2 separate regions of the Mus musculus genome follow, and region 2 is linked to region 1. Evidence: chromatin contacts called from public HiChIP or PLAC-seq data. All regions are on one chromosome and are shown on one strand. Each heading gives the region's core, a stretch centred on a gene start, on an enhancer-like site or on the middle of the called end of the contact. The rest is flanking DNA. Distances are from core to core; before and after follow the strand shown. Region 1 overlaps Slc28a2 (solute carrier family 28 (sodium-coupled nucleoside transporter), member 2). Region 2 holds the start of Sqor (sulfide quinone oxidoreductase).

Region 1 (7,002 bases), core at 2,982-5,481:
CCTCCTGACAACTACTGTGACCTTGGGAAAGTTACTCAGCTTCCTGGTTTTCAGATTGCAATAGCAACCACCTCCAGGATTATTAGAGGTTCAATGTTAGTATTTGCAACTTCTTTGAGCCCAAACACATGGAAAACACTATACAAAGCAGTCTTGAGTAGTTCTTGCTGGGCATCCTCTCTCAGGCCTGTCAACCTAGAGACCCTTGATGTTAGTGCTGTTTTCTCTCCTATCTGCCGAAGTATGAAGAACTGCTCAAAGTGCTAGCTCTGTGTGGTGTTAGGGTGCTGTGATAGAATAGCTTCTAAGAAGGACAGGCAGAATATGGAAGGCAAGCAATGTCTGTCCTTAAGATAAACACAGAACATCATCTGTTTCTGTGGTAGAAGACACCAATGACATAGCTACTGTATGAGGAGTCAGCCTTCCTGACCTGATGCACAGGTGAAAAGTCAGAGCTGGCCTTTGGGGGCCTCGTTGGAGTACTACAAACATCTGCATCTGATTAATTTTCTTTATTAACTAAGAACAATCTTTGCCTGGCCCATCGAGTTCAAAGAATTGCACAAACAGGATGAAGTAATGCTCACATTTTAATTTTGGCTTCTCAGCAGGAGGATTTTTCAGCCTTTCACGAAGGCGAGAAGTTTCTTTGAAAGACATGCTGGTTTATTCAGAAAGATCCTGCTTGGTCTCTTGTGTTTAGGTGAGATCATGAGAATTCATGGAGGGTAAAACACGAGCATTTTCACAACTGTCAACTATGTCAAGGCTATGGCTGGGTGAAAACTAATCGTACTCATAAGTTAACCTAAAGGCTCTATGAGGTACAGATCTAACTGCATGTAGGTAAAAATAATTTATTGCCTCAGACCCAGAAGGATAAGTAAAATCCAAAGATAAGCTACAGTTCAAAACCACACTATTTGACAGGTTTAAATTTTTAAGAATAAAAAAAAATCTTTTAGTTCACCTCCTTTTTAGTGCTTGGATTTGATTCAGGGCTCATGTCTGTAGTATTTATGAAAGATACCCTTATACATAACTCATTTACTGCTTTATACTTAAAATCAGTGCTATACACTATTTTTGGAAGACAGAAAACCTTGTTTATGTACGCTGTCAGGGGCATGTGGAGCATTGATTAGGAGTAGCTGGGATGGTGAGATCACAAATTATCCTTTGGGGTGAATCTGAGGCCCAGAGGGAAGCATCATGTGGCTTTTCCTTGTAGTGCCAGTCTCCTTACATGGCTTTATTCAAGAAAAAGTTCAATCACTTGACATCTCAACATTGCTGCAGTAAAAATCAAATTAACAAAGAGATGTCTAATTTCCAGAGTCTGACAGTGGATGTGAACCACATCTATGGCAGAGACTGGGGACAACAGCTAAACCGGAATGGGTTGAGACTCTCCCAGGAGCAGAGAGGAATGGCTTCATTCTGCATGGGGGCTCGGCCTTCCTGACCCCCACTCTTCCCCTTCTCTTCACAGCTTATGCTGCCTACTTCCTGGCAGCGTGCATCCTGAACTTCCAGAGGGCACTGGCCTTGTTTGTCATCACCTGTCTTGTGATCTTCATCCTGGCTTGCCATTTTCTGAAAAAATTCTTTCCTAAAGAACAACTAAGATGCTTGAAGCCTCTGGAAAACACCCACCTGAATCTTTGGGCAAAGCGGTAAGTGTGTCAATCAGCTTTTGTTGCTGTTCACAAAGTACCTAAGAATAATGCAAAAGCTATCCTGGCTCCCAGTTTCAGAGGCTTAGCGTACGGTTGCTTAGCTCCATCAATGTTGGCTGCTGATAGGGTAGAATATCATGGTGGGAAGTGAACAGGTGAAATAAACTGTTCACATCATGGAGGCCAGGAGGCAAGGATGTCAGTAGGGTAAGGGTCCTGGCACAAGGTGTCCCAGTAATTGACCTGCACCAGTTAGGTCTCACCTTCTATAGTTTCCTCCACCTCCTAACAGTCCTTTAAATTGTGAAAGGGTCAGTGGATTAACTCACCAATGAGGGCTTTCCTTTCCCCTCCCTTTCTCTTTCTTGTCTTTTATTTTTCTTTATCATGAGACAAGGTCTCTTGTCCAGGGTGGTCTCAGAACTCTTTATGTAGCCAAGGTTGTAGCAAAGGATGACTCTGGACTTCTGATCCTCCTGCCTCCACCTCTTGAGTGCCATGATTACACATGCACTACCACACTCAGTTCATGGAATGGTGGGGATTTAAGCCAAGGCCTTGTGCATCTTAGACAAGAGATGGCTGATCATCAAAACCATCTCTTGAATATCTTCTTTTGACAGTTCCTGAGTGGCCTCCAGGCTCTTACCTATGCAAAGGCCAGGTTGCCTCTTCCTGCCCTGTGATTTAGCTCCTTCCCCTCTAGTCCTCCAGAGCCCCTCTACCTGTTTTTGTCTTTATAGCCCCTCAGAGCAGTGGCTGTCAATCTTCCTAATGCTGTGACCTCTAAATTAAGTTCTTCATGGTGTGGTAACCCCCAACCAGAAAATGGTTTCATTGCTAACCTAATTGCAATTTTGTCACTGTTATGTATCATAATTACATGATGGTTATTATAACGTAAATATCTGATATGTATGTTATCTGATATATGACCGCCCGAAGGCGTCTTGTCGCACAGGTTGAGAAACACTCTTAGAGTCTAGGCGCAAACTTGCTCATAAACATAAATGAACTGTTTTTTCAATTCTATGTGTATGAGTGTTTTGTCTGCATGTATGCATGTGTGCCTAATGCATGACTGGTAACCACTGTGTACAGAAGAGTGCATCAGATCCCTTTGGGCTCGAGTTACATACAGATGGCTGGTGAACCACTGTGTGGGTGCTGGGAATTGATCCTGAGTCCACCACAAGCATAAGTATTCTCAGGTGCTCAGCCAGTTCTCCAATCCCAAATCCCAATCTTAAAATCACATTCCTTATGCCTCCTCTTCCTAAGGTTTGCAACACATGACTGACTCCTTATTTATCTTGGTAGGCTAGGGATTGGACCCAGGGTCTTGTAACTTCTAGGCAATGCTCTGCTAAGCTATATCTGCAGCCTCTAGTCTATGTAGTAAAGGCTTTAAGTCCGTAGATGGTGTATTTGATCCTAGCCTTTGGAGTGGTTAAAAAAGGAGTAGCAATCCACAGGGGACCAGCTCATCATTTTCTTCTGTTTTCAGTATTTGGATTAGTCACTGGAAGCACCTTCATCCTTCATGGATGAGTCTGTACATCACATTTTATTGATATGTCTGTATGAGAAACGAGAAGTTATGTGGTTTGTATCCTCAGATCAGACACTTATTTATGTAAATTGGGAGGGGGAAGCAGATGCTAGGGTGCTACCAGATGATTCTCAAGGTCCATCTCTGTCTAACGAGGAATAAGCTCTTGCATTATCTCAGGGATTCTCTGACTAGGAGCTTCTCTGCTGTTCATCACCTGAGTTGGTGACAGAGTGTTGTCATTCCTCCTCCAGGGTGTTCGTAGGACTCTCTGTTGTTGGCCTCATCCTCTGGCTGGCTCTCGACACAGCTCAAAGACCAGAGCAGCTGATCTCCTTTGCAGGAATCTGTATGTTCATCCTCATCCTCTTTGCCTGCTCCAAACACCACAGTGCGGTGAGTTGGGGGGGGGATTTAGCTTGGGCATAGAAACACACAGCAAGGGCTATGTGATTGTAAAGTGTCCGTGCCAGGTACTCATGATAAAGACAGAGATAACCAATATTTTCTGGAATCTTCCTCTGACAGGTTTATTCCTATGCGAGTTTGAAAGCTTTTAGAGACATTTGGTCTGTTAATTGTTACTGTGGTATATATGAATCTAGTCAGCATTAAAGAAAAATAAAATCAAATAGGAAGAAAGGAAGGAAGAAAGGAAGAAAGAAAGAAAAAGAAAGAATGGAAGAAATAAAAAGGAAGAAAGAAAGGAAGGCAGGCAGGAAGGAAGAAAACAGATCATGTCAGAGAATCATATGGCATTGTGCAGGATTGATGTTTGCATACGCTATTTGCATGTATGTGTCTTTACTGTAATCTAACTTATTTTAAAAATCAGTATGGATATATTTGCCTATTTACAATATCATCATACTTTTTCTTACCCTTCTTCCTGTTCCCTGTGCTATTTTTGTGGTGGAACTCCATGGCTGAGAGCGACTTGGAGAGTAAAGGGTTTTATTTGTCTTATGCTTTCCCATCACTGTTCATCATCAGAGGAAGTCAGAACAGGAACTCAAACAGGGCGGGATCCTGAAGGCAGGAGCGGATGCAGATGCAATGGAGGGGTGCTGCTGACTGTCTTGCTCAACATGGCTTGATCACGTGCTTTCTCATAGAACCCAGGACTGCCAGCCCAGGGGTGGCATCACTCACAATAGACTAGGCCCTCTTCCATCTAATTAAGAATGCCATACAGTCTTGTTTCCAGCTCAATCTTATGGAGGCATTTCTCAATTGAGATTACTTCTCCTTAGATGACTTTAGTGTGTGTCAAGTTGACATAAAACTAGCCAGCACAGCTATGTTATCTGAGACTGTTACCACCCTCACTGAGCCCCACTCCCAGCACATGGTTGAATTAGGCAATGGCTGAGCAAGGTTTGTAACTCATGCTGGAATATTTTCTTTTTGGTCCCAGGTGTGCTGGAGGACGGTGTTTTGGGGCCTGGGCCTTCAGTTCATCTTTGGAATTTTGGTCATCAGAACTGAACCTGGATTTAATGCATTTCAATGGCTGGGAGATCAGATCCAGGTACAGGGAGTTGAATGTCAGAGTTTTTCTTTACCAGGAACCCCAGAGAAGGTTGATTTTAGGGAAGCAGAGGGCTTTGGAACTACACCGTAATGATGGTGTGGCAGAATCTGGTCAGGTAAAGAGAGAGAGTAATGGGGTTCAGGTGAGAATACAGAATCTAGTTGGGTAGAGAGAATAGTGGGGCTCAGGTAGTATAAAAATGTGGTCGGGTAAAGCGAGAGAGTAATGGGGTTCAGGTGAGAATACGGAATCCAGTTGGGTAGAGAGAATAGTGGGGTTCAGGTAGTATACAGAATGTGGTCGGGTAAAGAAAGAGAGTAATGGGGTTCAGGTGACAATGTAAGTGTAGAGAAGTGATTTGCTGAGTCTGTCATTTCGTGACCAACTTTTGGGACATGGCTCACAGGTGGTCACACCTGAGTCCAATCCCATCTTTCTCTGTGGCCCGCCTGTCCTAACTCTTGTCCCTTTTCTTCCCACTTCAGATTTTCTTGGCTTATACTGTGGAAGGATCCAGTTTTGTTTTTGGTGATACACTGGTCCAAAATGTTTTTGCTTTTCAGGTAAAACTTGTTTTGTGGGCAGGAATGACAATGCCAGTGAAGGACAGGGGAATAGAGATGGGAACAATGTGTGTGTTCACAAGACCAGAAAGCATTTACCAACTTGATCCTGGAGAGGAGTCTACTCTTTCCCCATGATCCTTACCATTATGAAATTGGTTTAAAGTTGGGTGCGGGGAGAGGCTCAGGAAATAGTCTGTGTTTAATGCTGATAGTTTGATAGCCTGCAGTGCATTCTGAGTTTATTCCTAAACTACACTGCATCCAATTCCCTGGTCATTCCCAGAGCTCTGTTTAGAAGCCTGCAAGACCTAGCTCACGACACACTGAGCACACACAGTACAATCTCTCACACGCTGCCTCCGTTCTTGTTGCAGTCTCTGCCAATCATTATTTTCTTCGGATGTGTGATGTCTATTCTTTACTACCTGGGCCTTGTGCAGTGGGTGATTCAGAAGGTGAGGCATTTGGTTTCCACAAAAGGACCTTCAGCTTGGATCTTTCAGGGGGAATGAATGAGTTTATACTTACACATTGGGGGAGAAAGTAAATACATAGGATATGGAGAATGAGAACCAATTTGAAAAGGCAATCTCTCTGAAGCATCCTGGTATCAAATGATTGCCCAGGCCTGAGATAGGCTGGAGGCAGAACATGGTAAGAAGCTCTTTCATACTGGGTTGAATTTGCTTGTTCTAGAAGCCCCAAGGCCTGAGCTCTGGCTAATATGTTTGCAACTTGTTCTGTTACTCTGGGCCACACTATTTCTCCAGGCTTCAGTTTCTTTAACACTAAATGGAATAGCAGGGAGGGGTTTTGTTGGACACTATTCAAGACTCCTGCTAATGTTGAAGATTTATGTGTCTGGTTTCTTGTAGGTTGCCTGGTTCCTGCAAATTACCATGGGTACCACTGCTGCAGAGACCCTGGCCGTGGCAGGAAACATCTTTGTGGGGATGGTAAGTACCCTGGAGCCTTCTGTTTTTCTAATCTCTCAAGAACTGAGAGCTTGGCAGAGAACAAATTTGGAAAGAGGATTTTCCCTCTCCTGTCCCTCCCAACCTCCTTCCTTCCTGTTTTTCTAAGACAGGGTCTCATGTAGTCCAGGCTGACATCATACTCACTATGTAGTTGAGGTTGAACTTGAATTCTTGATTTTCCTGCTTCCCCCCGTCTCAAGTGCTGAACATATACACATGTGTCATCACATGGCTTGAAAAGCTCATTTTTCTTATGGAAGTCAGATAAATGGAGACCATGGGGCAGTCAGTCTTTATGAAAGAATCCTCAGAGGGTCAAGGAGAACTCGATGCCTAATGCACAGTCCAGACACACTATCCAGCTTCTTATATAGGGGAATGTCCTAGTCTAAGCCTTATCCCCTCAGGAGCTGGGAAGGATGGTTGAGCTACCTCTGGTTTCTTGCTGTGATTCACCGTGATTTTTCTGAGGTCTCTGAGGAGGCAATGGCTTGTCTTGCTCAGAACTGTCAGGACTCTTCTTCACACAGCATCTTTCTCAGTGTATCCATCTGTGTGGAAGAGCATGTGTTTGTGTGCAATAGATGTCTTTCTCTTTGCTGTGATTAAATACCTTGGAAAAAAAAGGTGTATTAAGAGAAAAAGGATTCATTTTGACTCACGGCTTGAGAGTACAGCCACCCTATTGGGA
Region 2 (7,098 bases), core at 2,936-5,435, 310 kb after region 1:
CCCAGCAGAACCTGTTGTGGATGAAGGGCTTAGACCGATGGTAAATCATGTGCGGACAAAGACCTTGTATTTACAAAGCCTATAAGAGACGTTGTTCTCTACCCCTATTATCTAGTATGCAACCCTTTCCCCATTTGAAATAGAATGTCCATTATGGTAGTACTGGTGTGAGCAGCAGGACCAAGCATGCTCTCCTCCTGTCCTTACAGTGAGACCAAGCATGCTATCTTCCTGTACTGGCAATGAGACCAAGCATGCTCTCCTCCTGCCCTGGCAGTGAGACCAAGCATGCTCTCCCCCTGCTCTGACAGTGGGATCAAGCATGCTCTCCTGCCCTGGCAGCTATGATGCTAGTCCTTCATGTACAGTCAGCCAAGTGAACACTTTCTTTAAAGACTTGATCTTGCTTCTCTTATATTTGTGGCACTCAGTCATTCATAGTAGTGTTGGGAGTATCCTGGGAGTGGCCAGCTGCTTCTGGTAATGAGTGACATGATAAGATATACTCAAAGATGCAATAGTGGCAGTTTTATCTTGGGGCCAACCAACTGTTGTTTAATCAAACTTAAGAATTACTTAATAGGATGGAAAACAAGATTGGTCCTGTGAACCTAGCCCCCAACTACCAATGGCTGGTGAGGTCATGAACCCTAGAGAAAAACCTACTACTGACACTTTCCTGGAAGAGTAACACTCCTAACTCAATTCTAAATATTTACCTTTATATTCACAAATAAATATAACTCTCACCCCTCACCAAAGAAGCTTCCCTTTGCAGCAGGTGGAGACCATCACAGAAAGCCACCTAAGGCTCAGGACACATCATGGAAAAGGGGGTGAAAAGATTGTGAGTCAGAGGACTAGGATGTCTGCTGTGAGATAATGTCTTTCATATATGATAGGAGCTGCACCCATGCAATTTCAACAATACAGTTGGTTACCTAAACACGATGCAAACAATGACAACACCAGTTGACATCCCAATGTGGATGGAGGAAATCTCATAGATCTTAGCATAAATGAAGAACTGCAGGCAATTGAATGGCTGCTGAGAGAGGGGAAATCAGCTTTCTTCCGGGATGATAATGCTATATGTATATATAGTATCAATAATAAAGAGAAGAACTCATGAATTTGAGGGATATATTCAAGGAGTTGGATTGAGGAGAAGGTAGCATGGAAATGATGTCAATATAATACTAACGTACAAAAATCTCAAAAAGAAAATAATTTTTTTTTTAAGGAGAAGAAAAATAATACCAGCAAAAAGAAGTTGTTTGGTCTCTGCCTTAGTTAGGGTTTTACTTCTGTGAACAGACACCATGACCAAGGTAAGACCTATAAGGACAACATTTAATTGGGGCTGGCTTACAGGCTCAGAGGTTCAGTCCAGTATCATCAAGGCAAGAGCATGGCAGCATCCAGGCAGGCATGGAGCTGAAAGTTCTACATCTTCATCTGAAGGCACCTAACAGAATACTGACTTTCAGGCAGCTAGGGTGAGGGTCTTAAGCTCATACCCATAGTGGCACACCTACTCAAACAAGGTCACACCTCCTAATAGTGCCACTCTCTGGGCCAAGCATAGACAAACCATCACAGGCTCTTTGACTCCTTAGAACTTTCCTAAGTCAGGTTCGTGTCCCTGGCCACTATGACTCCAGCATTTGATGGAAGCCTTCTCCCAATTTCTCTTAAGTTAAGGTGTCTATAGCTGGCTTCTTGCTTGCAATCAGTGCTGATCGGGATAGGGCGCTTTGTATTTGAAGTACCTGTGTATACATTAGTGCTTTCTGACTGGAAAATCACTTGATCTCCTGTGATACAGATGAAGAAACTCTAACTGCGCTGTAGCTTGATACAATTTTGGCTATTTTACAAGCAGTTTGGCTGCGAGGAATGCAGCAATCTGGGAGAGATTGGAACTGCCTATTGAAGGCCACATATGAAAAGGTAATATACTCTCTGTATCTCTGCTCACTTCCCTTCTGGTTAGGAGACTTCCTGTTGGTCTGTCAGGAGGGACAGTGTGTGCTGCTTGCTCCAGAAATCCCCACCCCCCCCAACTTCCCAATGAGTCTCATAGTAGCTCGTGAGGATTGGTGTCTCTCTGGATGAGTGGCTATCACAAGTAGGAAGGTTTACTGGGGCAGAATAAACCACTTCTCTAGCTACACATTCACCCAAGGAAGCATTTGCTTCAGAGATGAGGGTGGGGCTTGTTTAATGGGCTCCAAGCAGGTGCATTTAAAGCAGCATGCCTGGAGAATCCCTCTGCCTTGCCCTTACTCCAGTGTCTTTGCTTTCTCCTTTTCCTTTCCACGCTCTATTGCTGCTCATTCCTGCTAGTGCCCTTCCTAGTATGGGTCTGCATGGCTTCCTGGGGGTCGCCAGTCTATATTTCCTTATGCCCGGATCTTCTTGGATAGGTATTTGTTCCTCACCATCATGCCCCCTCCCCCACTACACATCATGCCCCCTTCCCCCACCATGCTCCCCCCCAAGCTTTCTTGCCATCCTTTAATATTTCTCTTAGTTTCCCATCTCCCTGTCTGCACACTCACTACTCTGGAAACCTCATATGGATGGGAATCAAGTGTAGGTCCAGACAGTAGCAGCCACAGGGCTCACTTGACATTCAGCGGACAAGATGGAGAATAACCATCTGAGGAAAGAATGACTGGGCTGGCGAGATGGGTCAGCAGGTAAAGATGCCTGCCTGGTTCTAAGCCCGATGGTCTGGGATCCATCTGTTGGAGGACAGAATTGACTTTGGGAAGTTGACCTCTAACTTCCACCTGTGCCTCATGACACACATGTACACGTGCACACATGCACACTAAATAAGTAAATAAAATATTATAGAAAGAAAAAGGGGAATGCCAATGGAGTAACTTCTCAGTCTTAATGTCTGATGGGCAAGACACTGATGGAAAGAAGGGACTTCAGTGGGGTAATAGAACGATACATAGATGCCCCAGCGTGTGGGAACTATTCAGGACACGGCTTCCAACTCGATTCTCCAGCCATAGACCTCCAAACACCCTGCAAACAGACTGCCCTTGATTCATTCACAGGAACCAGGACTTCTTAATGAGGATGGAGAGGAAGGAGAGATGAAGAATAGTACGAATTGCTTTGGAAATATGTGTGTAGAGTTTTGCTTTTGTCAAAACTTTGGGCTACAATTGTTGGCACTTAGAGGGTGGAAATCAGGGTTATGTTCAGTACTATACAACAATTAACTGTCCTGAGGCCTGAACATTTTTTTCTGGTGCCCCGCCCCTTGCCTCAACTCTCAAGTATGTGAAACATTTTATTGATAAAATAAATTCAGTTTTAGTTTAGAGTATGGCAGACATTAAGGATTATTTTTACATAGTCTTAATACGCTGTTTCCAGCAATAGCTTTATCAGTAAATACAGATCACATTTGGTTTTGTTTCCAAGTTCTTTACCAGACTTACCTGTTGCTGCACAAAGTCACGGAAAATTACTAGGGAGGCAGTGTTGCAGGTGCAGGTGCCAGCAAGTGCCACCAGGCTTACCATCAAACCCGTAGTCCCTGTTTGCGACCAAGCAATTTTTCTATAGATCCTTCAGAGTGAAGACAGTTTGAAAGAAGTGACTCAAAAACTATTAAAATGCATATAATCAAACAAGTGCGAAAGAAACTTAGTTATGCTTAAAAAAAAAGTTGGTGGCATTTGCGTGTTCTTTGAGGTTTTTTTTTTTTTTTTTTTTTTTTAAGTTGAGGCCTTAGCAACTTTTAGGAACTGTATTTGTTTTAACACATGAAGCCGCGGTCTCTGGCTTGTGCCTTCAAACAGTCAGTCCTTAGAAGGGGCAGAACAGTGACTTGTCAGGCACCAAAAGAACAACTCCTAGGAGCCAGCAGGTTCCAGGGGAAGGTGCCGCGCGGTTCTGAGTAGAGGTGGCCTTGTCTGCACCCCAGGCGTAAGAAAAGCGTCTAGGCTGCGTGGGGACAGTCGCAGGACATGGGGAGCAAGGATCACCCATACCACCCATGCCTCCGGTGTCCGTGCCTGCTCCAAGGTGCGCATTCCCCTCCGGGTTTGTTGTTGGGTAGCGCCCTGGCGGCCTTTCCTCCTCCGGAGGTTGGGGGTGTGGGGGTGGTGGCTGTCCCCGCCCCTGGCCTTTGCCTCCCCGCCCCGGCGGCCAGGCGGGGCTATGCGAGGCCAGCGCTCCAGCGCCACAGTAGTTTCTGCTGCGCCAGCGCTGGGGCCCACGGTGTCGCTCAGCCCGGTAAGACGCACCCCACGACGCTGTTACCCTCCTATAGCCGCTCGCTGTCGCCCACCTCGGTTCTGTCTCCGCGCTCCCGGCCGCCCTTCTTCTTTTCCAACCCCTGACAGACTCCCCTTTGGTCTGGGACTCGGTGGACTTCAATGCTTTCTCCTTAGTGGCCCAGCCTCAGCGATGCAGAGAGGATGGCCCTGGCACCCTCTCCACCCACACAGCTTGGACGTGTGGTCTCGGTGCGTGGGAATTTCAGAAACGTTAGTTCCACTTGTTGTCTGTCACTCAGCACCTTGCCCTGCCTGCCGGGTGGGTTGAGACTGGCATTGATCTGGGGAGGTACCCAGGGCGCTGGGGGTGGGAGGTGGTCAGCGGAGAAGCACAGGCCAGGCTGATTGGCAATTAGTACAAGGGAGAAAAGGCTCTTTGGTGAAACTTTTCACCTTACTTTTACTTACTTCTCCGAGAGCCACCCCAGCTTCTAGGGCTCACAGACTGAAGCTGAGTCAGAGAGTTTGCACAGGCTGTAAACCTCTCCTCTGTAAACACAGCTTTCTGATCCTTTTTTTTTTTTTTTAAAACCTGCAGCTACCTCTGACAGTTCTGAGTTTGGGGGAAAACTAAGGACTCTTTCTTAGAAGATTTCCCTTTTTGCTTTAAACTTTATTATTTTATTTCATGTGTATAGTTAGTTCGTTTGCATGTATGCCTAATGCCCTGGAACTGGGGTTATAAGCTTTCATCTGGGTGCTGGGAACTGAACTCAATTCCTCTGGAAGTAAGCCCTCCGTAAGAGCTCTTAACCACTGAGCCATCTATCTCTCAAGAGACTTTTAAAAACATAAAATTTAAGGCAGGCTATGATGAAAGAAAACAGCCACTAAAGTATTTAAAAGAATGCCATATAAATTTAAAAAGCAAATAACTATTATAATTTTGAATAGCTCAGAATATAGAATTCAAGATATAGGCACTACCTGTAAACACATTTCTAAAACATCATAAATACTGCTAATATTGCTGTGGCCAGCTGCCTACACAGTCCTTGAAGAGAATGTTAAATTTCAAGTAGACATCAGTGGAAGGTGAAGATTTTTTTTTTCTTTCATTCAGATGAATGGACCTCAATTTAGATAGATACCCTGTTAGCAGAAAGGGTGTTGATTACTTGTTAGGCAACTTAGCTTCTTGGGTTTAACACTTTCTTGAACTACCACTATGTCCTCTATCCCCAGCTTCTTTGGGCATCTGCTTTTCCTAAGGAAGAGAATGAGAAAAGCCCGGCACTCCTCCCCCAAGCCTAATGCCTTCTCACAGGTGAAAAGCATCCCTACTGAACTTGATGCAGAGGGATGCGGTAGGTAAAACGCCCCCCCCCCCCAACCTTGTCTGATACTGGCCTTTACATCCCTAAATCTGGTACATAAAAGGTCTGCTGGATGACATGGAGGTGGTTGCTTGTGAAGGCATCTAGGAGACAGCTGGAAGCTTGGGAAATGGCTGTTTAAAACTAATTGCTTCTTTTGAATCCATCAGAGCAAATCCATAAATCCAACTTGGGGATGTGAATACTGGGGAGGGCCCTTGGGTCTGTTGTGGGTCTGGTGCCTCGCCATAGAAGACAAACTGTCTTGATAGGAAAGTAGGATTCCAGAGGTTTCTTTTGCCCATGCGTAGGCTTGTTAATAAGATGTGTTGTAATGTAGGAAATGTCTTGTAAAGAATGGAGACAGAACCCATGAGGAAGCATTCCTAGATGCACATCTCCCTCCCTCTCTCTCTCTTTTTCTCTCCCCCTCTCTCTCTCCTTCTCTTTCTCTTTCTCCCTCCCCTCCCTGCATCCCTCACTGTCACAAATACTTTGACTCTAGAGAATTGGTAAATAGGAGAACAGTGGGTAATTTACTAAAAGCTGCCCAGACTAGGGCTAAAGCCAACTAAGCCTCCGTTATAGACAGTGAGAGCTTCCATGGAAGTGTTGGTCTTGTAACTGGTCTGTTCTTCTGTGCATATTCATGACAGTTGAGCTGGATGAAGCCAGATCATTCTTCCCCTGTCTAAGTTTGGACGATGACCATGAGATTTTCCAACTCCTCAGATTTAAGCTGATTCTAAATCAGAGCGAGAGAAAGGCTGTTACATTCAAGAGAACTAACACGCCCACCCCTTACATTCAAATCAAACTTCTACCTTCAAAGAGACCTACCCATGGTCCTATAGTGAAGTCCTTTCTTGCTTATGAGAGGGGGCCAGCAATTCCCTCTTCAGTGATTGCCATGAGAAAGTACATACAGTACACATTGCAATAACTCCCACAGATGATCTCCATGCCCCCACACCATGCTTTTCTGATACTTTGGAGGATGCACTTAAGCATAGATGCTTTCCAGGGAATTAGTGCATAATGGTACAAGACATGGGATAACTGGTTTTTATTCTGATTATGTCACAGGTCTAAGCATTTTATCTGGCTGTTCTCTGCTACAGAAATTCCAAGGAGTCAGTAGACAAATATCCCTATTGGCTGTCTGTTTGAACACCCACCTCTCCTCCCTTTCCAATGAGAAGTGAATGCAGTTTTAGGAAGTAAGAAATCTTTAATCTATCTAGTGGAGTCCTTTTTCCTGGTGTGAAGAAAGCATGGCATATAATGGTTAAAGATGAGCCCAATTTGGTACTACCTGTCACGAAGACCTGGGTGTCCTGGGTGTCCTTCAGACAAAGCTTCGTTGCAAAAGGGTAGCTGTGCTATTAGGTCTGGCATAGGAAAGATGTGAGCTGTTATGGAACCTGACATACCTGCTACCTATGTGTATTTCCTTGTATCCAAACCATCAA

The links. HiChIP or PLAC-seq counts read pairs in DNA pulled down with a chosen protein or histone mark.
Region 2: a contact with region 1 is called in an H3K4me3 HiChIP or PLAC-seq map of bone marrow-derived macrophages, with 5 times the contacts expected there. The contact joins the promoter of Sqor here to the enhancer-like site in region 1. A contact is called at or near these places in 1 of 15 datasets of contacts at CTCF or cohesin (large pre-B cells), 1 of 484 Hi-C or Micro-C datasets (the C2C12 cell line) and 1 of 115 datasets of contacts at active chromatin or transcription factors (bone marrow-derived macrophages).

Annotation. Positions count from the first base shown.
Region 1 is chr2:122,446,275-122,453,276 of GRCm38.p6, forward strand. Slc28a2 (solute carrier family 28 (sodium-coupled nucleoside transporter), member 2) reads left to right here. Exons shown (of 20, transcript NM_172980.4): 6 at 612-706; 7 at 1,496-1,679; 8 at 3,489-3,630; 9 at 4,652-4,765; 10 at 5,254-5,331; 11 at 5,709-5,789; 12 at 6,210-6,290. Among named protein-coding and RNA genes, the nearest start is that of Slc28a2, 23 kb to the left of the region's middle. Within about 2 kb of position 4,232, at least 4 of the 459 cell types and tissues checked have an H3K27ac peak or open chromatin away from gene starts, as enhancers often do. A contact at or near this core is called in bone marrow-derived macrophages, where this site is marked.
Region 2 is chr2:122,761,174-122,768,271 of GRCm38.p6, forward strand. Sqor (sulfide quinone oxidoreductase) reads left to right here and starts at 4,186. Exons shown (of 10, transcript NM_001162503.1): 1 at 4,186-4,266.